Linked DNA regions of Canis lupus: region 2 is linked to region 1. Evidence: chromatin contacts called from public Hi-C data. All regions are on one chromosome and are shown on one strand. Each heading gives the region's core, a stretch centred on a gene start, on an enhancer-like site or on the middle of the called end of the contact. The rest is flanking DNA. Distances are from core to core; before and after follow the strand shown. Region 1 has its middle 42 kb from the start of CMC2. Region 2 holds the start of DYNLRB2 (dynein light chain roadblock-type 2).

Region 1 (4,459 bases), core at 170-2,669:
ATAAATAAATAAATAAATAAATAAATAAATAAATAAATAAATAAATAAAACATATATGCATAACAAAGAAAGAAAAATAAAATCTCCACTTAATTCTCATTCTCTCCCCAACCCACATCTCTCCTTCCCTCCCTCACCTCCTGTCATTCTTCTTAAAGGAATTATTACCCTCTTGTGGTAAAGACATATTTAAAATTTTTTTCAACTATTCCTTCCCTCTCGCTACAATTTCTTCTCTAGTACTGAATTCAAATAAAAGTAAAGTATTAAATTGAATGCTTTAAAAGAAATAGCATCTGCCTTTTATACAATATTTATATCTATACTCTAACCGTACGCATATACATAATACATTAAAACATGTGCCTATATCCATAAAAATATATCTAGAGCAGTTGTTCACCCGGTGTCAGCGATGGTTATTTCTGAGCTGCGGGATTTTTCCTCTGCTCCTGCGTCAACTTCCGCGCATCTTTTGATCTCTTTAGAACAAGCACGTTCTCTGTTTGGGTGTATTAGGAAGCCTATGGCTAGCAGAAGTGGACGTGCCAAGGTGGTGGTGGAGGAGGGAGTGGGGCAGGTGTCAGGTGGACCGGGCAGTGGGAGGGGGAGGGGCGGGGCCGGGGCCGGGCCGCGGGCACCGGGAGGGGGAGGGGGGCGGGAGTGGGACCGGGCAGCCGGAGGGGAGGGGGCGGGGACCGGGCAGCGGGATGGTGAGGGGGGAAGGGCAGCGGGAGGGGGTGGGGCCGGGGCAGCGGGCACCAGGGGGAGGAGGTGGGACAGGGCAGCGGGCGGGGGCGGGGCGGGGCCGGGCAGCGGGAGGGGTTTGGGGGCGGGACCGTGCAGCGGGAGGGGGAGGGGCGGGACTGGGCAACGGAGGGGGCGGGGCCTGGCCGCGGGAGGGCGGGGCCTGGCCGCGGGAGGGGCGGGGCCGGGCAGCGGGAGGGCGGGGCCGGGCAGCGGGCGGGGCGGTCCAGGAAGGAGGAGGGGCGGGAGCGGGGGCTGCGGCGGGGGCTGCGGCGGGGGCTGCGGCGGGGGCAGCGCGTGCGGGGGAGCGGGCGGCGCTCCGGGAGGAGGAGCCCCGCGCGGCGAGGGAGGCGCGGGCTGGGGCAGGAAGCGCCGCGGGCCGCGCGCTGACCTACTTTCCTCGGGCCCCTGTGTTTGTGGCCAGGGCTCCTGCTGAGACAGTCCGGAGCCTCGGAGACACGCACGGGCTCGGGAGGAGGCCAACCCGGGCCCGCCGCCGCCGCCGCCTCCCCGCGCCCACAGTCAGGTCCGCCCCGCCGGGTCCCGGGGAAGGGGGTCCCCGCGCAGACGCCGCGTGCGGCCAGGCTTGAGCGCCCGTGAAACCCGGGTGGCTCCGTGGGACCTTCGGCCCGAGAGCAGGCGCTCGCGCCCTGGGGCCCGCGCCTCCCGGCTGATGTGTGCGCTCCAGGCCGCAGGGAGGCCCGCGGGGCGACGCGCGCGCTTCCTCCTGCCCCAGCTGGCCTCCCAGCACCTGCCCAGAACTTGTAGAACAAGCTCAGTGTCACCTCAGCTCGGCCACTTTCCACCCCGTGTCCTTGGGCCGGTCACGATGCCCCGAGTCCCCGAGGCCTATCTTGCTTTTAAAATGCAGAGAATGCTATTTCCATCCCAAGGTCAGGGTGAAGAGTAAATAAATAACGTGGGTCATGATGGCTGCACTGACCACGGACACATGCCATGTGTTCAACATAAAACGTTAGTTTATCCACTCATTAGGAAGCTGCTTTGTAGAGGGCACCACTCACGGCCTCGGTGCTCCACACCTGGTCAAGAGTGATTTATGTCATCAGAGTTACCTATGCCCTAAGACAGTTTAAAGTAACCATGTGCTTGAGGAAATGTGTCCTTTCTGAAATATTTCCTGTGAAATACTTTGGCCCTGTGCCCACTACCTAAAGAACTATGTTTTGGATCACTGGTATAAAAATAATAAACACTTAAAAAGCAATTGCTATGAGCCAGATGGAGGGTGTCAGAGCTTTAGGTGAAATAACTCTTGTAGCCTCTTAGTAGCAACCACCAGAAAGAAAACAGGCTGAAATAAGTGGTGGAGTTATAAACAGACATTTGTCATTTTGGGGTCATAGGGTATCCATTCCCCCCTTTTCATGGTTAATATCTTTATTTCTTCTGGGGAAATGACCTCATCTACACTGTGCCACCTTGAGTAGCTGAGAAATCTTTTTTTTTTTTTTTTTAAGATTTTATTTATTTATTCATGAGAGAGAGAGACAGCAGAGGGAGAAGCAGGATCCATGCAGGGAGCCCAATGTGGGACTCGATCCTGGGACCACGGGATCATGCCCTGAGCCAGAGGGAGCAGTCAACTGCTGAGCCACCCAGGTGTCCCAAGTAGTGAAAAATCTAAGTCTCTTGCCCTCCCCATACCAAAGAGCTTACTCTTTGGCCCAGCTTGGCCAACTGGACTCTCCCTCGCCCAAGACTTGGAATCACAATGGAAATGAACAGGACAGAAGAAAATACTAATTAAAACGACAAAATTATAACAACAATAGGGCATTCTGCTGGTGATGTGCTATCTAGATTATTAATGCTCCCAACACAACTACCACCACCATGGCCCACAAGCCTCCTGTCTGCCCATCCAGAGCTCCGGATGCAGGAATCCAGCTAACATCCAGACAGCCACAACCTGATATCCCAAGGCACTAACTCTCCATCTCCCCCTCACCCCTAAACCTCTCCCATGTTCCTCCTCTCAGTGCAAGCCACCACCATCCTTCTAGTTTCCCAGCAGAGAGGCCTGGGAATTATCTTAGACTCTTCCTTTCTCATCCTCCACTCATCTGGTCTCCAGGCCTGTCAACTCTGCCTCGTAAAAGCTTGGAAACCCGTTCTTCCTTCATCTGCCTCAGTTCAGACCTTCATCCTTTGTCTCTTGGAAGATGGTGATCACTTCTCCAGGAAGATGCCTCCTATATCTGGGCCTTCCTCCTCTAACTCATCTTTCACGCTGCAGTCAGGGCAATCTTTCTCAAATCTTCCACATGGTTGTGTCAGGAGCTTGAAGCTCTTTGACAGTCTGTCCCTTGCTCCTTTGTAGAGCCCAGGCTCCTTATCATGGTAAATAAGGGCTTGTATCCCTTGCCACTCTGTCCCATTTCTTCTTATCTCTCAACACTCCTACCCAAGCACCTTCCTCCACTCACATGAAAGTTTTCACTGATGCAGGACATTCTTTGCTTTTTTGCTTTTACACTGTTCCCCAGTTCCACTCCGGCCACATGTTTTACTGCTTTGCATTTATCCTACAAGTCCTGTCTCAATCTGGCCCTTCTAACAACCACATCATCTCAAACAGAGTAGGATGAGTGAATGAGTACATCCTGGTTGGAGATGAAGAAAGGAGATAATCTCGCATTTGCTTTTTTCCCAGGCAGATTGTGGGAAGCTGGTTTACATTTCTGAGAGTGACTAAGAAGTAAGCCTGAAACTGCTGGCAGCCATGCTGCCACTACGAGGAAAACACTGCCTGGGAATGAAGCCGAAACAAAGGAAGACAGTTTGCCCATGAGACTGAGTTCCCCTGGTGACACTTCAGCCCCTAGATGCAGCTACGGCTGAAGTCAGACATAGCTCTTGAACAATTGTGTAAACCATTCCCTCTTTTTGCCTAAGCCATTTAAAATGTGGATTTTCCATCTATCACAAGCAGAAGAATCCTGATATCCCTAAAAAACACTAAATAAGAATACCCGTTGAGAGAAAAGCTTTAAAATCCACAAAATAGAAGTAAGTATAGGATCAACTTGAAGAGACAGAAATGGCCCAGTGGCTGGCAAGACTTAAACAAAGAAAGACTTATTGAGGGCAGATGTTGTGCCTAGATTCAAAGTTACCTGGCATTGAAAATGTCTCTCAGAGGAGGAGGGTTGGTTAGACATGCATGCCTGAACAAAGGAAAGTCCAGGAGAAAGAGTTGGCAATGCCCATCCAATTGCCATACAAGTTAAGAGGTATCAGAGTTCCCTTGGCAAGATTCCCCATCTAGTGCAAGGGCTCTGAACCTGGGGTCCCATGGCCTGGCTTCCTGGAGTTTTGTGAACCTCCTGAAATTGTATGTACAACTATACATCTTTCAGAGAAGAATGTCCATAATCTCAGATTCTCATGGGGGTTCATTACACCAGGTAGGTTACAAATTGCTAAGGCAGTACATGAAAGTATTTCAGGCATTCTAACAGAGAAACTCTTCTGAAAGCCACCAAATTCTTTTATACCTTCCAGTTTCATTCTCAGGACACTCTCCAATAATCCACTGTCCCATGCATTTCCCCTCCAGGGAGAGATGCAGTGAGCCACTAATGGGGGACCCTTGGCTCCACTTGAGAGCTGTGTTTCTCACTGCCGAGTAAGAAATAGGGACATTGGCAGAGGGGGGCTGCATTATCCAAGGCAGCTCAGGTACAAG
Region 2 (4,203 bases), core at 527-3,026, 320 kb before region 1:
TGCAATTCAGCCATTTTTATTACTGTAAATACCTATACTCTGATTACTTAAAATGCTAGATATAGGCAGTCAAGAGCAGATGTGTAAACACACACACCAGACTCCTACCGTACAACCTTAGCTGTCCACTATAAATAATCTTGGCTGGAGTTCCAGGTGTCGGTCAAAAGGAGAACCACTCAGCTATTGTGATCCGGATTTGGGGGGAGGCATTATGTTTCTCGGAGGAAAAAGGACAGAATGAGGCTAACCAGAATCTCCCCCACCACCACCAAAAAAAAAAAAAAAGAGAGAGAGAGAGAGAGCTGAACTAGAACTTCTCAGGTATTGTCATAAAGTCACGAAATGATAGACTCTAAGGGGAAATGGGCCAATTAGCCCCAACTCACAACTTTGGTTGTTTCAGAGCATCCCTGACCAGGCCCATTCAGATTCTAGTTGACCGTCTTAGCAATGAGCATGCCTTTTTTGGGCTGGAGGCTGTTGGGGGTGGGGGGATGGAGGCACAAACGGCCTCAGCAGTATGGGGAGTCCTTACAGCAGGGTCCCGTGGGGGTGCATTCCCAACCTGTAACTTGTGTCTAGCAATCGCCGGTCGCCCTCTTCCAACCCCAGGACCTGAGGCCTGCAGCCACCGCGTGCTCCTGCGGACACTTCACACATGCTTGGTCTCTGCCTCCCAGGCCGCAGACGCGTCACCAACGCCCTCCTCAGCACCCCTGGCTGATCCTCCACGTGTTTCCTCCATCAGCTCCTTCAACACCTTGTGAAATGCTCTTCTAGGGCACTTTGTACAGCCCTCAGCCCTCCCCCCGCCCCCCCCCCCCCCCCCCCCCCGCACTACCACCTGCAATTTCTCAGCCACTCAGAACCTCTGTCAGATAATGACCAGAAAAAAAAAATAAAAAAAGAAAACAAACACAAACAAACAAAAAAAAACAAAACCCTAAGGGGATAAACAAAGATACTAGTGAGTAGAAACCCTGCACCTGAGTGAAGGGCAGTAAGGGGACGGGACCCTGTGAGGGGAGTAGAAGAGGCGGCTGGCTCTACTGTTTGGGGGGCAAGGACACAGAAGTCAACAAGTAACCTACATATATATATATATATATATATATATATATATATATATATATATATATATATATATATATATATATATATATATATATATATATATATATATATATATATATATATATATATACTTGTACTATTCAATATATTTTAAGAAAAAAAAAAAAAAAAACTATGGGTGGGGGCGGGGGCGGGGACCACGGCGGGGCGTGTGGAAAGTTCTCCGGGCCTGGGCCTGGGTCTGGGCCTGGGCCTGGGCCTGGGCCTCGTGGGGCGGCGGCGGCTGCCCCCAGCCCCCGGAAGTGGCCCAAGCCCGGAGGGGAGGGACCCGGCCCTCGCTTGCAGGCTCCGGGCGCATCATCACGCTCGGCCAGCGCTGCTGCGCGTGTTGCACTCGCTCGTCGCCCGAGCTGGAGGGTCCCGGGGCCCAGCGCGCCCAGCACGTGGCGGGTGGTCAAGGAGACGTTCTTGAACGAGGGAGCGGTGCGACGTGCGACGGTACGGCGTACCTCAAGGCATGACTGAATGAACGCACGACCGAACCACCAGGCCCGGGCCCGCTCCGCTCCGCAGGCCGCCGGCCCCACGGGCCTACGTGCCCCCAGGTGAGCGCCCCAGGGGCCCCGCGCCCCGACCTCGGCCTACGGCGGCCGGGAGGCGTCAAGGCCACCTCAGGGCGGAAGAGCCGCCCCCGGCCGCCGCCGGACCGCGTCCACGCAGGCGCGGGTGCCGGCACTTCCGGGAGGTCACATCCTCCCCGTCTCCTAGCAACGGCTGGAAGCGTTGCGGACTTCCCGGGCCGCGTTGGCGCCGGACTGAGCCGAGAGTCCAGCTGTCTGCACGATGGTAAATCTGGAGCCTCGCTCCGCTCCGGGGGCGCCGACGTCTGGGGCTTCCCCTGCCTGGCCGGCCCGGGGCCGCGGCCGGGGCTGGGGGCTCCAGAAGCTTTTTTGGAGGGGCGACAGGGACAAGATACCTAGATGGGGGAAACCTTTCGTGAGGGATAGGTCTCTGGAGGGTTGATTCCGGCGGCTGGAAGTGGCGAGGTGTGAGCGGCGAGAAAGGGAAGAGAGAGGTGGGGCGGGTATGACAGGTGTGGAAGGGGTGAGGGATCTCGACAGCGAGGAAAGTTTGAAGAGGAAGGAGGCGATGTGGAGAGAAGTCGGATCATCCTGGGAAGGAAGGAAGATGCGACAGGGAGAGAGGGCGGAGAAGGAGGCGACGCTGAGAAGGAAGGAAAATAGAGGGGCGCCCGGGTGCCTCGGTGGTTGAGCGCCTGCCTTCGGCCCAGGGCGTGATCCTGGGGTCCCGGGATCGAGTCCCGCATCGGGCTCCCTGCGTGGAGCCTGCTTCTGCCTCTGCCTGTGTCTCTGCCTCTCATTGTGTGCGTCTCATGAATGAATAAATAAAATCTTAAAAAGGGAGGGGGGCGGAAAGAGGAAAGGGAGGACAGAGCAAAAACTGAAAGCGAAGGATAAGAAAAGGAAAGTGGAGACTGGTGAAAAAAAGCAGCAAGGTGAAAGCAGAGTTTTAAGAGAGGAATTAAAAGGAGATTGGAAATTGGGATGAAGAGATTGCATTGGGGAGCGCAGAAAACACGAAAAACAGCTGAAAGAAGAGAGGGAAAGGCTGACAACAGAGAGAAGCATTTGACAAGGAAGTAAAAAAAAAAAAAGATAAAGGAGGGGTGAGTGGTCGTAAGGAGCTGTGGACAATGTCCTTAAAGACACAAAGATGTAATATGTTTTGGGTCCCCTGTATAACTACTCCGCCTTAGTGCAGTGTTTCCCAAAGTGATATGCAAAGTTGCTGTGTAAGACAGCTTGGAAATAACAACACAGTGAATCATATCTGAGGAAGTTATTCCTCTTCTTTTTTTTTTTTTTTTCTCCCAGCCGGTAGACTATATCCAGTAGAAAGCTCCTGGCACTGTTAGGTCCTTAAGCACTGTCATTTGGTAATTTCTTTTTTTAACCTGAACATCAGTGCTCAGGCTCAGACCTTTCTTTGGAGTAGAATTTAATAATATGTTCTCTCTTCATTTATTTTTGTTCTTATGGTTATTTCTGTTTATGACAATCAGCAGATTTCCATCTGTGGTAGTGATGTATAGTTTCCTTGTAATATGCATTTGTTTAAGTTTTTAATAGTGAGATAATTCAACGAGCATACTAGGTAAATAGTGTAGATGGTATTCATTATGGCAAAAAGTGGGAGTCCAGCACACGAATGCCCGAAATTCAGAAAACACCTGCTGTAGTGGTGGAAAAGAGGACGGAAGTGTTCCTGCCCACAGCAAGTGCAAAAGAAAAGTTTTGACTAAAGTAGCATAATATTCATCCATACGATGTCAGAAGGAAAAAAAATAGATCACAAACCCTCATCAAGTGACTCTGTAGGATATTGTTTGAATCCAGAAAATCCAGTGATTACTCAGGAATAATATGCAAGTTTGGAAAAGATTGTGATTTTAGCATTGGTAGAAGGGAATAAAACTGGTACAATAGAGTCTGTGCAAAAGATTAATTCAGAAAGCTGAGCTTAAAACCCAATGGTGTTCCAGCATCATCACTCATGATTGAATATTCGTGATTGAACATTTGCACCGAGACCCAGGCTATTGTTACTAACAGAATCCTGGAATCTTAGACTCTGCTGTGTTTACAGATTTAATCATCTGAATTTAATCATCTGAACTCTCAAGGAGGTAACATTTAGGACTAAGACTGAGATTTCTCATGAAGGGATACTTTTAGAAAGACGGAAGTAACCATATAGCTCAGTAACTATGTAAAGGGCTATAATACAGATAAGGAATTTTTCATATGAATACAGAAAGATCAATGAGTAAAACATGAGCAGGAGCAGATTTCTGTCCAACTTAGAGAATGCTTTTCCAGCAAACAGAGATATTTAAAACTGAGTGAGCTCTTGTGAGACAGTAAGCTCTCCATCCCTAGAAGAGTTCAAGCCCAGAGGTATGTAAGGTTTTATGTAGGAGTCTTATCAGTTTGGCAGGCTTGTACAAGACTTGACAGTTTCAAAGCTCTCTTCCAAAGGTCTGAGATTATAGTATCAAGAACCTTAGGCTAAAGGGATAGGAGGGTAGATGTCTCTGAACATTAT

The links. Hi-C and Micro-C count contacts between places; a contact is called where the count stands out from the background.
Region 2: a Hi-C map of blood shows a contact between it and region 1, with 3 times the contacts expected there. The contact joins the promoter of DYNLRB2 here to the enhancer-like site in region 1. A contact is called at or near these places in 2 of 9 Hi-C or Micro-C datasets (amygdala and blood).

What each region holds. Positions count from the first base shown.
Region 1 is chr5:71,421,066-71,425,524 of UU_Cfam_GSD_1.0, reverse strand. No RefSeq gene overlaps it. Among named protein-coding and RNA genes, the nearest start is that of CMC2, 42 kb to the right of the region's middle. Within about 2 kb of position 1,419, at least 15 of the 20 cell types and tissues checked have an H3K27ac peak or open chromatin away from gene starts, as enhancers often do. A contact at or near this core is called in blood, where this site is marked.
Region 2 is chr5:71,737,688-71,741,890 of UU_Cfam_GSD_1.0, reverse strand. DYNLRB2 (dynein light chain roadblock-type 2) reads left to right here and starts at 1,776. Exons shown (of 4, transcript XM_038538246.1): 1 at 1,776-1,923. The coding sequence starts at 1,921. It overlaps LOC102156069 (a long non-coding RNA gene), which reads right to left and starts at 1,757. Exons shown (of 8, transcript XR_005360053.1): 1 at 1,587-1,757.